2 separate regions of the Capra hircus genome follow, and region 2 is linked to region 1. The links are chromatin contacts, called in public Hi-C maps. All regions are on one chromosome and are shown on one strand. The core of a region is the stretch at or near the end of the contact, and the rest is flanking DNA. Distances in the headings are between cores, read along the strand shown.

Region 1 (6,795 bases), core at 2,670-5,169:
AATGTCTCAACTGCAGGAACTATTAACGGATCACTGGAGGCACGTGACCCGTAAGAAGGGACGTAATGCTTCCCACCGACACCAGGGGGAGGTGCTGTGCAATTTATGGTCCTTGTGTTAAAACATCCTTTCCATTCTGGTAGTCTTTACTCCAAAGGTCTGAGAAAACCATTTTGGTCTGGACTCTGAAAAAGGGGAAACTATTTGGGTGTCTTTGATTTGGGGTCTTGAATTTTAAGCCACTGGCTTTTAATTATTAATGCAAAACCCATTCACTCGAAGTAAAGGAGGAAGGAAGATCAGAGAAGGAAGAGGCGATGCAAAGCTCACGCCCAAATTGCGGCCCTGACCACCCCCCCACCCCGGGAGACCCCAGAAGCTGGGTCCACTCACCCCTCAGCCCCTGGGAGGAGCGGTTTGTCTCCGGCGCTGGGCTCTGGTGCATCGTCTTCGTCGGAGGAGCCAGCACTGGAGGACTCCTCGTCGCTGTCGGCCAGACAGAAGGCCCTGGGCCTGCAACTGATCAGGGCAGAGTCACCAGGCTGCCCGCCCAGCGCAGGCTCTGCTTAGGAAGAGCACGCGCTCCACCGCCACCATGGTGGCAGCACTCCCCGCTCCCCCTCACCCAGAGGAGGCCTAACCCAGAATCCTCGGGTGGGCCTGGTCCCCTAGGACACCCTTCAGCGCCCAGTCCCGGGCAGAACGGCCGAGGACTTGCGCCGTGAGGGTTGGATTCTGCGCATGCGTCAGAAAGACAGGCGGTCAGAGTGTGATGCAGTCCACACAAAATGCAGTGATCTCATCCACACAAAATGCAGTGATCTCGTCAACAGTGCAGAGCAGCCAGTGGGCGGTGAGTGGAACGAATGAAGATTGCATGGGTGACGGGACAGCTCATGTTAGTGATGTGACCACCTCATGGATGACGGGGATGTTCAGGCAAGTCCTCTGACACTGGCTGAGTTCAAAAAAAATTGTGCTTTCTGGCTTAGTCATCTCCAAGTGAGTTTTGGCTGGAGACTGCTTCCTTGTGAAACTACATACCCCCTCTCCTGCCCCAGCTCCTGAAGGTCACAGAAAAAGCCAACCAGAGGTACAAATCTCAAGGGATTCCAGGAGGCAACTGACATGGGAAGCCAGGAACCTTTCAGGAAAAGTACTAGTTTAAAACTTTTTTTAAATAAAGTAATAAAAAGCTTCACCAGAGAGCAATGTTCCTCATGAATCTTTCCAGGGTAGGTTCTCAGTTTCCAGAGGCCTGGAGGGTCTGGATCACCAGAGTGGCAAGCGATCAAGGCTCCCCACTGAGGGCACTGGAGGGCTCCCAGCTGAGCTCTGGCCCCACAAAAGGCAGCTTCCTCCCTGAAGGGAGGCTTTACTTCCAAGAGGCAGAGAGACAGAAGGCAGGGCCCATCTCAGGCTCAGAGACTTGATGGGGACAAAATGAACAAGGGACAGAACTATCTCTGAACATTGTTACGCTATCAATGGCCACTAAGCAGAGGGTCGGTCTTGTAATTTTGAGGACAAAATCACCAGGACAGGGGAAGGCATCCCAGCTTTGGTCCTGTCTCCTGCATTCGAAGCCCTCTGGGGTTTTCCTCAGATGCTGTCCTTGGCCACCAGAAGCCCATACGGGTGCTCATCTTTTGGCCAACAAGGGCCAAGGGCACCCAAGGGCAGAGCACACCTGCCAGTGTGGCCTTGAAGGCCCAGCTGAGGTCCCAGCATGGGGGAGGAGGGCTCTGAAATCTCCGCCCTGAAACAGGAGCCTGGCTGTAAGAGGACCTCCCTGGCAGGACACCCGGATCCTCCTCAACCCTGTTCTGAAACATTAGAGCCCGCGCTCTAGCCAACAGGCTTGAGTGTGGCGTTGAGAAGAAACTCCCTCTGCAGACACAAAGGCCTCTTGTCCCCAGCCTCGGGGACAGCACCTGACTCTTCCTCCTTCCATCAGAGGCCTGGCCAGTCCAGGAAATGTCCCTGCTGGTCACAAAACCATCTCAGCCCTTTCAAGGGTTGGGCGGCCCTCACAGAGCTCTTCTTTTATATAAAAGGCAACGTAGGATTCCTAAGAAAGCTTACACGGGGACTTGGGATGAAGAAAGTCAGGGAAGTAAATCCCCAAAGATAATAATGACCTTTCTCAGAAACCTAGCTTACTTCTTAGGAACATGACAGTGCCCCCTGGTTCAGACCACATGCTGCCAGGTAAGGAATCTACACAGCACCAAAGGCTGCCTCAGTATCTTGGACCGCAGTGAAACCTGCAAGGCCACTGGCCCCTCCTGTCCCCACTGGTATTTGTCATCTGGCAGCCTCCTGACCTGAGGCAGAAGATGCCAAAGGCTGAGCACTGCAGCGAGCTCTCGGGTTCCTGAATTAACCCTCCGCAGGACAGAGAACAGGACAAATTTTGTGGCTTGAAGTTAATAATTTAGACAATGCCTTATCAGTTAAAATAGATCAGATGACATGAAATTCTGATTGTGGCTAAATGGTACCTCTCCTCTCTGCCTGGGGAGCGGTATTATGCAGCACCAACACTAATTAAAAGTGGGGCTAAATGTCTGGCTGATTCAAGTTTATAACTGAATATGCATTTTGTGATCTCAGACTTATGATGAATTTAAGAGAGACACCCTGCACATTCTTATATATAAGGTGTGCTAGTACATGATAAGCCTATTTTTTAAAACACACCTTGGGATTCCAGATGAGAGTCATATCCTTTCTAAGAGTCACCTTAAAGGGCTGATTCCAGTTTCACTGCCTCTGCTAAAAATCTTTTAGGAAATGTGCTTGAAGTCGGACACATAGCAAAAGCGAATTATTTTATCACTGATAGTCTGTCTTGAGCCAAACATTTCTTAGCCCCATAATCACTGGCACCTCTGAGTGATGCCTGGCAATTACTCAAATATCTGATTCATCTAGAAAACGTAGGCTGATTTGCTGTCAGAGTACTTAAAAGAAGGTCACAGACACTAGAGGCAGCTCTACAAAGGAGCTCCAAAGAATGCTTCAAGTGAAGGGTGCACAATTAAACAGCCCAGTGAGGCGACTGGTTGGAGGGAACCACACTCTTGAGAGTGTTCGTTTTCTTTAACAGAAATCAGGCCCATACTGCTACAGATACACGTGCATGTACACCCAGTTAGACTGAGTCACAGCGTGGATGACAATGACGCGGTTCCCAGGACATCAGGGCCTCGGGGCGGGGCAGTGGACTCGGGTACACTGAGCAGCCTAATATGGAGGTCGGGGGGGCCCCCCATAGGACTCGCACACCAACCCAGGCTGCCGTGGTAGAACAGGGACAGGCCCTGTGCCTTACAGGAAATGCCGGCCCCGATGTGCATTTAAAGAACAGCCAGCGTGCAGAACATTCCCCCTTCCTGACTCACTTAGGTACCCTTCAGGCAATTCCTAAAGTTCCAACCGCCCAGCTCACCACCTGAATTCATTCCATTTTGAGCGTCTTACGGCCCAAAGTTACCATAACTACCATACACAACCAGACTATTGGGGAAATGAAAAGACTAAAGGAAAAAGTCTGCAAGTACAAAGTGAACCCACATTTCAAAGGGACAGGCCTTCACTAGAGTGAAGAAACACAGACTTCTCACCACCAGCCTTGGGGTGATGACGTGAGGATGGAAACAGACTTTCTACGATAGGTAGACTTCCAGAGGGCCGAGCAGCATCTCCTTGGGGACTTCCCAGGGCACAGTCATTTGCGTGCTTCAAGGGGGTCGGACAAAAGCAGTGAGACCAAGCAGAGGCCCTGCCAGAGCAGGACGACAGGGGACAAGCCCCCGGCTGGAAGTGAGCCTTGGACTGGCGGCCACGAGATAAGGGGAGGAGAGGGCTGCTGCTGGCCCCACTCTTCACACTCGCGGCTCTAGGAGGGGCTTCCTGAAGGAAACCAAGGATCATGTGCCAGCCACAGGTGCAGGGACTCCGCCTCTCCTCTGGTACTCAGCCTCAGCTGGGATTAGGCTCTTAGGTACGGGTGAGCTTTCCAGAGGCTCTCGAAGCTCCCAGATATTGTGAGCCAAGTGGTGTGTGTGTAGGCATCTTTCTGGGGCAAGGATCCAGAACTCTCAGATTCCCAATTGGGTCCTTTTTGCCAAAAAAAAAAGAGAAGGTTAAGGGTTCATTTTTCCAGGCCTTTTTCTCCCAAGATCAAGTGCTTTGGAATTATATTGTCTTTGCTTTTAAAATTAAATGTCAGCCAATTACACATCAATATAAAAGTTAATACCCTCACAGGAAGGCAAAACATACCAGACTCTACTGGGAAAAAAAATGGTACTTTAGATATATATTAAACATTAAATATAATATCATTATAGTCTTAAATCAGAGGATATTTTTCATGCAGTCTAGAGAAGCACTGCTTGCTCAGAAACGTCCATCCTCTGATCAGCCGAGTTTTATGAACTTGAAATTGCTCCAGGAGAGCCGCACGAGTAACAGTGAACATGGGACGCCTCATGGCAGGGATCTCAGGGACCGGGCCATGATGGGACCGCACCTGCCCACAAGACCCCCTTCTTTCTAGTGGAGCCCCAGCAGCTTTGGGCAGCACGGGGCTGTTTCCCGAAAGGGCTCCCTGCACAAATGCTCCTGACTTGTCTGCTCTGTCTCGCCCCTGGTTAGTTAGAGCTCACTTTCAAGACCGCTTCTGCCTGCGGTGCTTGGTTTTATTGGCAGCTGTCTTTGCAGTTCCGCTATGCTGAGGCTGGCCTGATGGCGCTCAGCGGGGCATGGCGCTGGGGAGGGGTAGCCGGGGACAGAAGCTGGGTTTGACTCGAGGGCTGGATCAGAACCCCGGCGATCCCAATCAAGGAAAGCCTCTTAAGTGCTCCTGATCTCAATCCTCTCAGGTCTACAAACGGGGCCTTTATGTCAGGGGATGTGGTGAAAGGACAAGCTTCCTTGTGGTGTCACATGGGTCCACACGAGACTTAGCACTGATGGGGGGATGAAATGCTACATGGAGGGCCGATCAATAGCACTCACCGGAAAACACAATCCACAGATTGCCGAATCCAAACACATTTTAACAAACAGTAGAAAGGTGAAAGGAAAACAGCACAGATACAGGTTAGATTGCATATAGCAGGTGAGATTCTCCAGTAATTCAAATATAAACATTTTCATTAAATCTCTTGGACACATTAGAATCATCTCAGTGAAAGAATGTTCTGCAATGTATGATCCAACTCCCCCCATCTATTGTGTGTCTACCACAAGTGTGAATTACAAGCATTAGGGCAGCATCATAACAAAGCAAACACCTAAGAGGAGCCTGTGTCTTATGTCTATATTGAGGTGCTGGGAGGGTGGCTCCTGGTGGCATTTCTTATCATTTTACTACTCATTCCATGCAAACAGGTTAAAGATGTGAGATGCAGACTCTAATCAGCAATTTTCAGTCTGATAACAATAATATAATTTAAATTTGTCATCTGAAGCAGTCATTTTTAAGGTGTGTGGGAATGTAAAAGGTCCCAACTTATTAAGTCTAGGCATCTAAGGGAAAAAAAAATCAACCTCATCAATTGGCTCAAAAATTAGGAATATTTACAAAATCAGACAACCCCGCGGCAGATGCAGTATCTTTTACAAAGAGAGGCATTTACTAAGAAAATGGTGTATTATTTAGGGAAAATACATTTCAAAACACTTTAGAAGCACCCTCTTGGCTGCAAAATCAATCATCTAATTATAAATAATCCTGACACTGTGCTTAAAGCAGATAGACCCCCGAAGGACCTCAGCCTGGCCCATATATTGCTATTTGTGGCTGTAAGTTGGAGAAAGAACTTTCTGGATGGTGATTCTTATCACAGAGCATTTTACTGTGCAGCCTGCCCTGCTGATCCGAATCAGGGATGCTTCCTGGGTAATCAATACTGTGCAGCCTGCCCTGCTGATCCGAATCAGGGATGCTTCCTGGGTAATCAATACTGCGCAGCCCCGAGGCTGGTGGCCAACGGCACTGAGCAGAAGTGGAGATTCATGGTCTGCAGGGGATGAAACCAGGAAACATTCCCTGAAATCCTCTGTGGCCAGGAAACACGTTCATGGACGCTCACTCAACCTTGGGTCTACTACACAACAAAGGTACTTCTCAAGGGCTGGAGGGAGAAGGAGGTTCCCCGGGGTTGGGTTAGTAAATTCATATAGCCCCTTACCCTTCTTTGCCAATTTCTCCAACCTTCAGGGCTTCAACAAGAGGCTCTTTACCTAGTTTGGTCAAATTCATTTTGGTCTCGAGAGTCATCAGAAAGGACCCATTGTAGGACATTTCCAAATCGATCCAGAGTCCTGGAGAAAGGATTTAAAAAAAAAAAAGGTTTCTTTCCCCTAGAAAAACATAACTACGAATACAATATTAAAAGCTATATTTTAAAGTATCTCAGTAGGTATCATATTGCAAGCCTATATATACTGCCTGTACTACCAAGGCATGTGAGAGGAGACTGTGAAATGAGAAGCTTCTAGAAATAGTTCAAGCACCTGGAAAACTGCCAGCATTTCAACACCCATTACAATGATCACAGTGACCTCAGCACACATTGTTAGAGATGGAAGAGTCCAGTCCTCTGAGTTCTTCTAACACCTAGTAAGAAACACAACCCCCAGGAGGAGACGGCTTGTCTCAGGACAAAGGCGGATTCTCAGTGGGTTAGAGGCAGAGGAGAGGTGCAGAGACTTCACAGCAGGTTGTGCTCTTTAAAGACACAAGTGAGAACCACTGTCTTTCTTAAAATTCTCCCCTCT
Region 2 (7,118 bases), core at 1,146-3,645, 110 kb after region 1:
TTAAGACTCTGTACTTCCACTGCAGGGGGGCATAGGTTCTACCCCTGATTGGGGAACTGAGATCCGTCATGCCACACAGTGTGGCCAAAAATAATAAAATAATGAGTGAATTTTCCCCCATGAAAGGGAATGCTGGCCAATTCCAGAAACTTAACAAAGGCTGCACCAAATGATGGCTAAGAAGTGTGTGAAATTGTCATAAGAGGATTGATTATAATTCAGAAGACGATTCTCAGAAGTTTTAAAAAAAATGAAGCCCAGATCTCTAAGACTCTTTCCAGCTCTATAATCCTGTTAAAAATAAAATCTTAGCAAAACAAAATCAGTTGATATGTTTTGGTTTTAGGGAGAACTTAACTTCTGTTTGATGGAGAGAGGGATATGAGCAAAATTATTCTGTTGGTAGAAAGCCACCTTTTTCTGCCTTTCTCACTAATTGGGTACAACAGGAGATAAAAGGCTGTCTTCTCTTTGTCGATTCCAAGATATTTTTATTGCTATGTTTTAAACTCTTTGTCATAGGAATTTTCAAACACAAAGTAGGGAGAAGAGCATCACTGACACCTGCGTACTCATAACCCAGCTTTATCAACCATCAACACACACCTCATCTTTTTTTTTTAATCAATCCCCACTCCTCCCTTACTTATTTTAAACTACATTCTATACAATATTGTTTCATTTGTAAATGCTTTACTGCGTATCACCAGGAAAGGCTCTTTAAAAGTACATAACCACAGTACCATCAGCACATCTAGAAATAGCAACAACAGTTCCTTAGTGCCGTGAAATATCCAGCCAGCAGCCTACTGGGGAGGGGAGTTTGGGAGAGGATGAATACACGCGGATACACGGCTAAGCCCCTTTGCTGGCCACCTGAAACTGTCACATCGGTAACCGGCTACAGGCCAATATAAAATTTAAAGTTAAAAAAATAAAACATCTGGTCAGAGCTCAAGTTTCCCTGAAATTAAAAAATTTATATCTGGGGCCTTCCTCATGGTCCAGTGGTTAGGGATCTGCCTTGTAATGCAGGGGGCATGGGTTTGACCCCTCATCTGGGAGGACGCCTCATGCCTTGGGGCAACTGAGCTCGTGCACCACAGCTACCGAAGCCAGGGCTCAGGGGCCCACAGGCCGCAACTACTGAGCCCACGCACCGCAAGGACTGGAGCCCGAGTGCCCTAGAACCCTTGCTTTGCAGCAAGAAGCCACTGCGATGAGAAGCCCTCACTCCACACCTGGAGAAAACCCGCGCGGGACAACGAAGACCAGCACAGCCAAAAAGAAACAGATGAAATTTAAAAACAAACACAAAAATATTTGGTGCCGTGTATTTGTCAAGAGCCTTAAAATGTTTAGACTTGGTAACTTCACTTCTAGAAAATTTCCTAAATCCAGAAAAAGCTTTATACATAAAAGATGTTTTCTGCAGCTTTATTTATAATAATGAAAGTTGGAATAAGTGCAATGGACACCCTAGGTGAATGATTAAGTGAGTGTGGGTCATACCCAACGAACAAGCATTGTGATTAGAGAAAGACAGTGATGTTAGACATAATACATTTCACACCACCATTTATTATCAAGTTTTCTTGAAGCATCCTCTTTGCTCAAAGATAAAATATGAGTAATAACAGTATCTACCTCATGGAATGAGGACTAAGTAAAAATACACATAAAACACTCAGTAAAGTGTTTTCCTGGTACCAAGTGAGCCCTCAATATATGATCACTGTATAATATGCAGCAATAAACGTGTTTTTGAAGAACTTGTAGTAACAGAAAATTATTACAGTATCCAATTTAAAAGCCGGTAAGCAATTTTCCCACCATATAACCACAACCATGTTAAGAAAGTATACGAAGGTAGTATACCAAAATAACAAGTTTATCAGAGTGGTGATCCTCATCTCCCATCATTCTTATTTTGTAGAGGCAAAGTAAGTTCATTGCAGAAAAATTGTTAAGTGCAGAATAGAAAAAAAAATTAAGTTTTGATGGATTAAGGAGGGAGCAATCTTGAGATTTCCCTTTTAAAGCCCTCAATGTTTTCCACGCCCCAACCAGTGGCCGCCAAGGCCATTAGCACTCCCTTGTGGTCAAACAAAGCAACTACTCTTAGACAAAAATCCAATGAAGCATTAATAGATGATTGTATCGCCCCACAGCGAGCAGAAATGTCACGCTGGGTCCTGTGCCATGGGACTTCCAACCCAAGCTCTATCTGAATCATGGGGCCAGGGGCAGCTTGGGGACATCGTGTGATTGTCCTCAGGTGAGAAACCTGGCTCAAGGATTTCATATGACTCACGAACTCATCATACTCGCCCCATGAATCTAGCTCGCCCATCTCAGAACTATTGTATGAGCCATTCTGAAAACTCGTCTCCACTGTGTCCAACCTTCAGAGGGGAGACCCCCTGCCCTAGGGCTTCCTGCCTGTGCAGAAGAAACCTAGCCAGCATCTGCCCACCAGAAGATCAGCAGAGAGAGAGAACCCAAGAGCCACACCTGAGTTTGTTATAGCTCCACCCACTTCAGATCCTCCCTGGGTCAACCCTGTTTTGTAAGGGGCGAAACCAGCTGCAGGACCTCGTTAAAGTCATCCAGCTCCACCAAACCCGGTTCCCTTCCTGTAAAGTGGGAGGAGCAGACCCGAGCTTCTGGGTTCCCGGCACCTGGATCAACAGCAACAGAACCACTTCGGGGGGAGGTGTTGACTAAATGAATTTTCATGCGTCCACCCAGAAATTCTGATGCAGGCAGTCTGTGGGGGATGAAGGGCTGGGAATCTGTAACTGACGAAAGCTCAGCAGGTGTGGGGACCTGGGACTCTTCAGATGCTCTTCCTTTCGGAATTGCCGGTCTCTGTCTTCTTCCTGAGGAGTCTGGAAAACTTCCTCCTGACTGTGGCATTGCTTCAAGAACATCCAAAAGGGACACATATGTCCTCATGGATAAGAGCAGGACTCTGGAGGTGGACTTCCTCCTGCATCTGCCCTTTCACCTTGCTAAGCTTCAGTTTCTTCCCCTGTGAGATGAAGAAGATAATGTTAGTATCTACTTTACTGGATTGTTGTACAGGGAAGATTAAATCACTTATTACAATGATTTAATTATATTTCCATTTAATTACAATTATTTTAGCTACCAGTAAGTGGCTTAGATGGTAAAGAATCTGCCCACAGTGTGGGAAACCTGGGTTCATTTCCTCGGTTAGGAAGATCCCCTGGAGAAGGGAATGGCTACACATTCCAATATTCTTGCCTGGAGAATTCCATGGACAGAGGAGCCCGACGGGCCACAGTCCGTCCTGAGTAACCAGTACACATACACACACATAATTATTTTACATATGCAAAGCCCAAAGCTCTTAAAACAGTGTGTAACACACAAAGGCTATTATTAGCTGTGATTATTTTAACTATCATTATTGTTACTGTTCCATACAGATGAGTATCTTTTTTTCAGAATTTTTAAAGTTTATACTCCAGTAATAGTTATTGTAAAATATTGGCTATATTCCCTGTGTTGTACAATATATCTTTGCAGTTTATTTTACACCTACTGGTTTGTATTTCTTAGTCCCCTATCCTATCTTGCCCTTGCTTCTTCCCTCTCCTCACTGATAACCACTACTTCATTCTCTGTGTCTGTGAGCCTGTTTCTTTTTTTGTTGTTGTTACAGATGGGTATCTTTAAATAATACTTTTTAAAAGGTACAACCCCTGGGGGAGTATGGGATGAATTGGGAGATTGGGATTGATGTATAGACATTGTTGAGACTATGTAGAAAATAGATAGGAGGAGGCAATGGCACCCACTCCAGTCCTCTCGCCTGGCAAATCGCATGGACGGGGGAGCCTGGTGGGCTGCAGTCCATGGGGTCGCTACGAGTTGGACACGATTGAGTGACTTCACTTTCACTTTTCACTTTCATGCATTGGAGAAGGAAATGGCAACCGACTCCAGTATTCTTGCCTGGAGAATCCCAGGGACGGGGGAGCCTGGTGGGCTGCCGTCTATGGGGTCACGCAGAGTCAGACACGACTGAAGCGACTTAGCAGCAGCAGCAGCAGAAAATAGATAACTAATGAGAACTTACTGTACAGCTCAGGGATCTCTACTCAGTGCTCTGTGGTAACCTAAATGGGAAGGAAATCCAAAAAAGAGGGGGCACATGTATATGTGTGTGTGTTAGGCAGTCGTGTCCGACTCTGTGCAACCCCATGGACGATGGCTGCCAGGCTCCTCTGTACATGGAACTCTCCAGGCAAGAATACTGGAGCGCGTTGTCATGCCCTTCTTCAGATATATGTATATGTATAGCTGGTTCTGGAGAAGGCAATGGCACCCCACTCCAGTACTCTTGCCTGGAAAATCCCATGGATGGGGGAGCCTGGTGGGCTGCAGTCCATGGGGTCGCTAAGAGTCGGACACGACTGAGCAACTTCACTTTCACTTTTTCACTTTCATGCATTGGAGAAGGAAATGGCAACCCACTCCAGTGCTCTTGCCTGAAGAAACCCAGGGACGGGGGAGCCTGGTGGGCTGCCGTCTATGGGGTCGCACAGAGTCGGACACAACTGAAGAGTCGGACATGACTTAGCAGCAGTAGCAGCTGGTTCACTCTTTTGAAGCAACTCTTCTCCAATAAAAATTAATTTAAAATATAAAAGGTACAACCCTTAAACTGTGAAAAAGAACATATGAGGTGTAGTTAAAACTCTGGGTTCAAACTAGTCCTCTATCCCCTCCCAGAGTGAATGCAGGTGAACACCCAGGACAAAGATAAGCTGCACCATCTACAAAAGTGATGCTCCCTGGGAAAGATGTACAGAGGGGGTTGAGGGGTTTTAGGAAAAGGCCAAGCCAATTGCGGTGACAGGGGTCATGTTTTAAAGACTGTGGCCACTATTTGATGATACAGAATAGGGTTTCCAAAGTGGGCCCCGCTACAGACACTCAAGAAGTTTCCAGTGGTCCAGGGACCTAGATTGGTCATTAAGATCCATGGACCACACCATTATTTTGACTCTATCCATGATGGGTCAGCTGACATGGGTGCTCAATGCTTTGCTGACCCCTCCCCAAGGGCATCCAGTGAGTGTCCTGACTGCTCATTCATCACCCCTAAAACTCAGAGGGGCTGCCTGAGCCTACTCAAGACCTCAACCCCATCCTCCTCTTTCTTCACCTTTTTCTTTCTCTGCCAGGACACTCCCCTCACAACTCTCAGTCCCCAGATCTTTGGAGGATAGTTAACAGATACATGAATTTATTCAGCCATTGGGGTGTGCTCAGAAATGATGCCCCAGAATATATACACATTTGAATCCCTGGACCTGTGGGTGCTCCTTCTATGCAAAAAAATATCCTTGCAGATGTGAAGAAGTTAAGGTTCTTGAGATGGAGAGGCTATCCTCATTTATCTGAGTGGACTCTCAATGCGTCAAAAGTGTCTTTACATGATAGAAGCAGAGGGGGATTTGACCTGCAGAGAAGAAGGGGTCAGGAAGACAGAATAGAGAGAGACTTGAAGACACCATCCCTGGAGTGAATGCTGTACAAAAAAGTGAGGGAGGGCTTGGGAGTCAGGAGATCCGAGTTCGAGTCTCACTCTCCTTACTGGGGGATTCGAGGCAATCCTAATCTTTCGTTCCTTTGCCTGTAAAACTCCCGCAGTGACACAGAAGAGAAAGGTTCCCTCCTGCTGCAAATGCTATTAGGTTTAAGGGAAATGCTGGTGAGAACACCGTGTATAAACACATGCTACTGTTACCTCTGGGGCTGCGGGTGGGGTGGCCTCACGGTAGCCCTTAGATTCAGCCACCAGTAGCCCACCCTGCTTTGAATTTTAGGAATAACAATTATAATAGGAGCATCTTGACTGCATGCCTACTATGTGCCAGGTGCTGTGCCAAGCATCTTATTTGCATCCTCCAGAGACACGTAGAAATGGGATAGTGGAGTTTGTACTTTGGTGTTTTGATTATTATTGTTTTTGCCCTTTGGAAGCAGAAAGACCTAAACTGGAATCTCAGCTGTGCCCTATTTAGTTATGTGACCTCAGGCAGGCAACTGCACCTCCTAAGCCTCAGTATCCTCACAGACAAATAGTGCTTGCTTGCTTTCTTTCTTTCTTTTTAATAATTTGACCATGCCTTATGGCATGTGGGATCTTAGTTCCCTGACCAGTGGTTGAACCCGTGCCCCCTCCATGGGAAGCGCAGAGTCTTAACTGCTGGACCACCAGGGAAGTTCTCAGAATGGTGCTGTTTTGACCTGTCTTCCTGGGAGGTCACAAGGATCAGCTCTACCCTAAGAAAACTGTCTGGCGTGGTTCTCTTATTACCATTTGTTCCCTATAATCAGTGGCGGCTTCGTGGTGAGCACACAGGTTCATAGGGGGTACACTGCTGTCTCCCAGTGTGGAAACGTCTGTGTGCCACTGGCATCCATTCAAAAGGCAGCATTTCCACTCCCGCCCCACGCCTGTGGAACCACAGAATCTTTCTCCCATGACAGCACCTAGACACACTCATACGTGGTAATTTTCAGGCCAGAGCTGAGCAACTAATTTTCCCACCTAAAATTCATTCTTTCTTCTTTTGTTATTATAGGCTGGGGAAAAGACATAATAAAAACCCTCTGAGTCTGGCAAAGAAAAACAACGGTGAAATGCAATTTGAAACCGGGAGTAATCATTGTGTCTACAATTCTAAAAAAATAAATAAATCAAGGAGTAGCTTTTAGAGACAGTTTTAAATCATGCAGAAGAGTCAGAGTTAGAAAAAAAATTCATTATTTTCCTCTCTAAAATGCTGCTCCTCCTGGACTTTCCATCCCCGCTCAAAGCCCCACGAACCCTCAGACCCACTGTTCCCAAACCCCAGGTTGCTGTCAATATTCCCCTTTTAACTCCATCTAGCCACCCAGTCCCTTGATTTTCTGCCTCTTGCAGCCACAGGGCATTTTCATTAGTCCCCTGCCTTCAGGCTTGAACTTGGCTGGCAACCCTCCAAGCCAGCCGCCAAGGGATCTTCCTGAAACACAGATGAGAAGATTATCAGGATGACTGTCAATTACTGAGAACATATGGGGCATCTACCACA

The links. A called contact is a pair of places that touch in the nucleus more often than the background predicts.
Region 2: a contact with region 1 is called in a Hi-C map of blood, with 4 times the contacts expected there. The contact joins two enhancer-like sites. A contact is called at or near these places in 5 of 5 Hi-C or Micro-C datasets (blood and liver).

The regions. Positions count from the first base shown.
Region 1 is chr19:47,991,317-47,998,111 of ARS1.2, forward strand. TEX2 (testis-expressed sequence 2 protein) reads right to left here. Exons shown (of 12, transcript XM_018065357.1): 8 at 6,207-6,339; 9 at 394-513. Among named protein-coding and RNA genes, the nearest start is that of ERN1, 30 kb to the left of the region's middle. Within about 2 kb of position 3,920, at least 3 of the 5 cell types and tissues checked have an H3K27ac peak or open chromatin away from gene starts, as enhancers often do.
Region 2 is chr19:48,107,331-48,114,448 of ARS1.2, forward strand. No RefSeq gene overlaps it. Among named protein-coding and RNA genes, the nearest start is that of TEX2, 18 kb to the left of the region's middle. Within about 2 kb of position 2,396, at least 2 of the 5 cell types and tissues checked have an H3K27ac peak or open chromatin away from gene starts, as enhancers often do.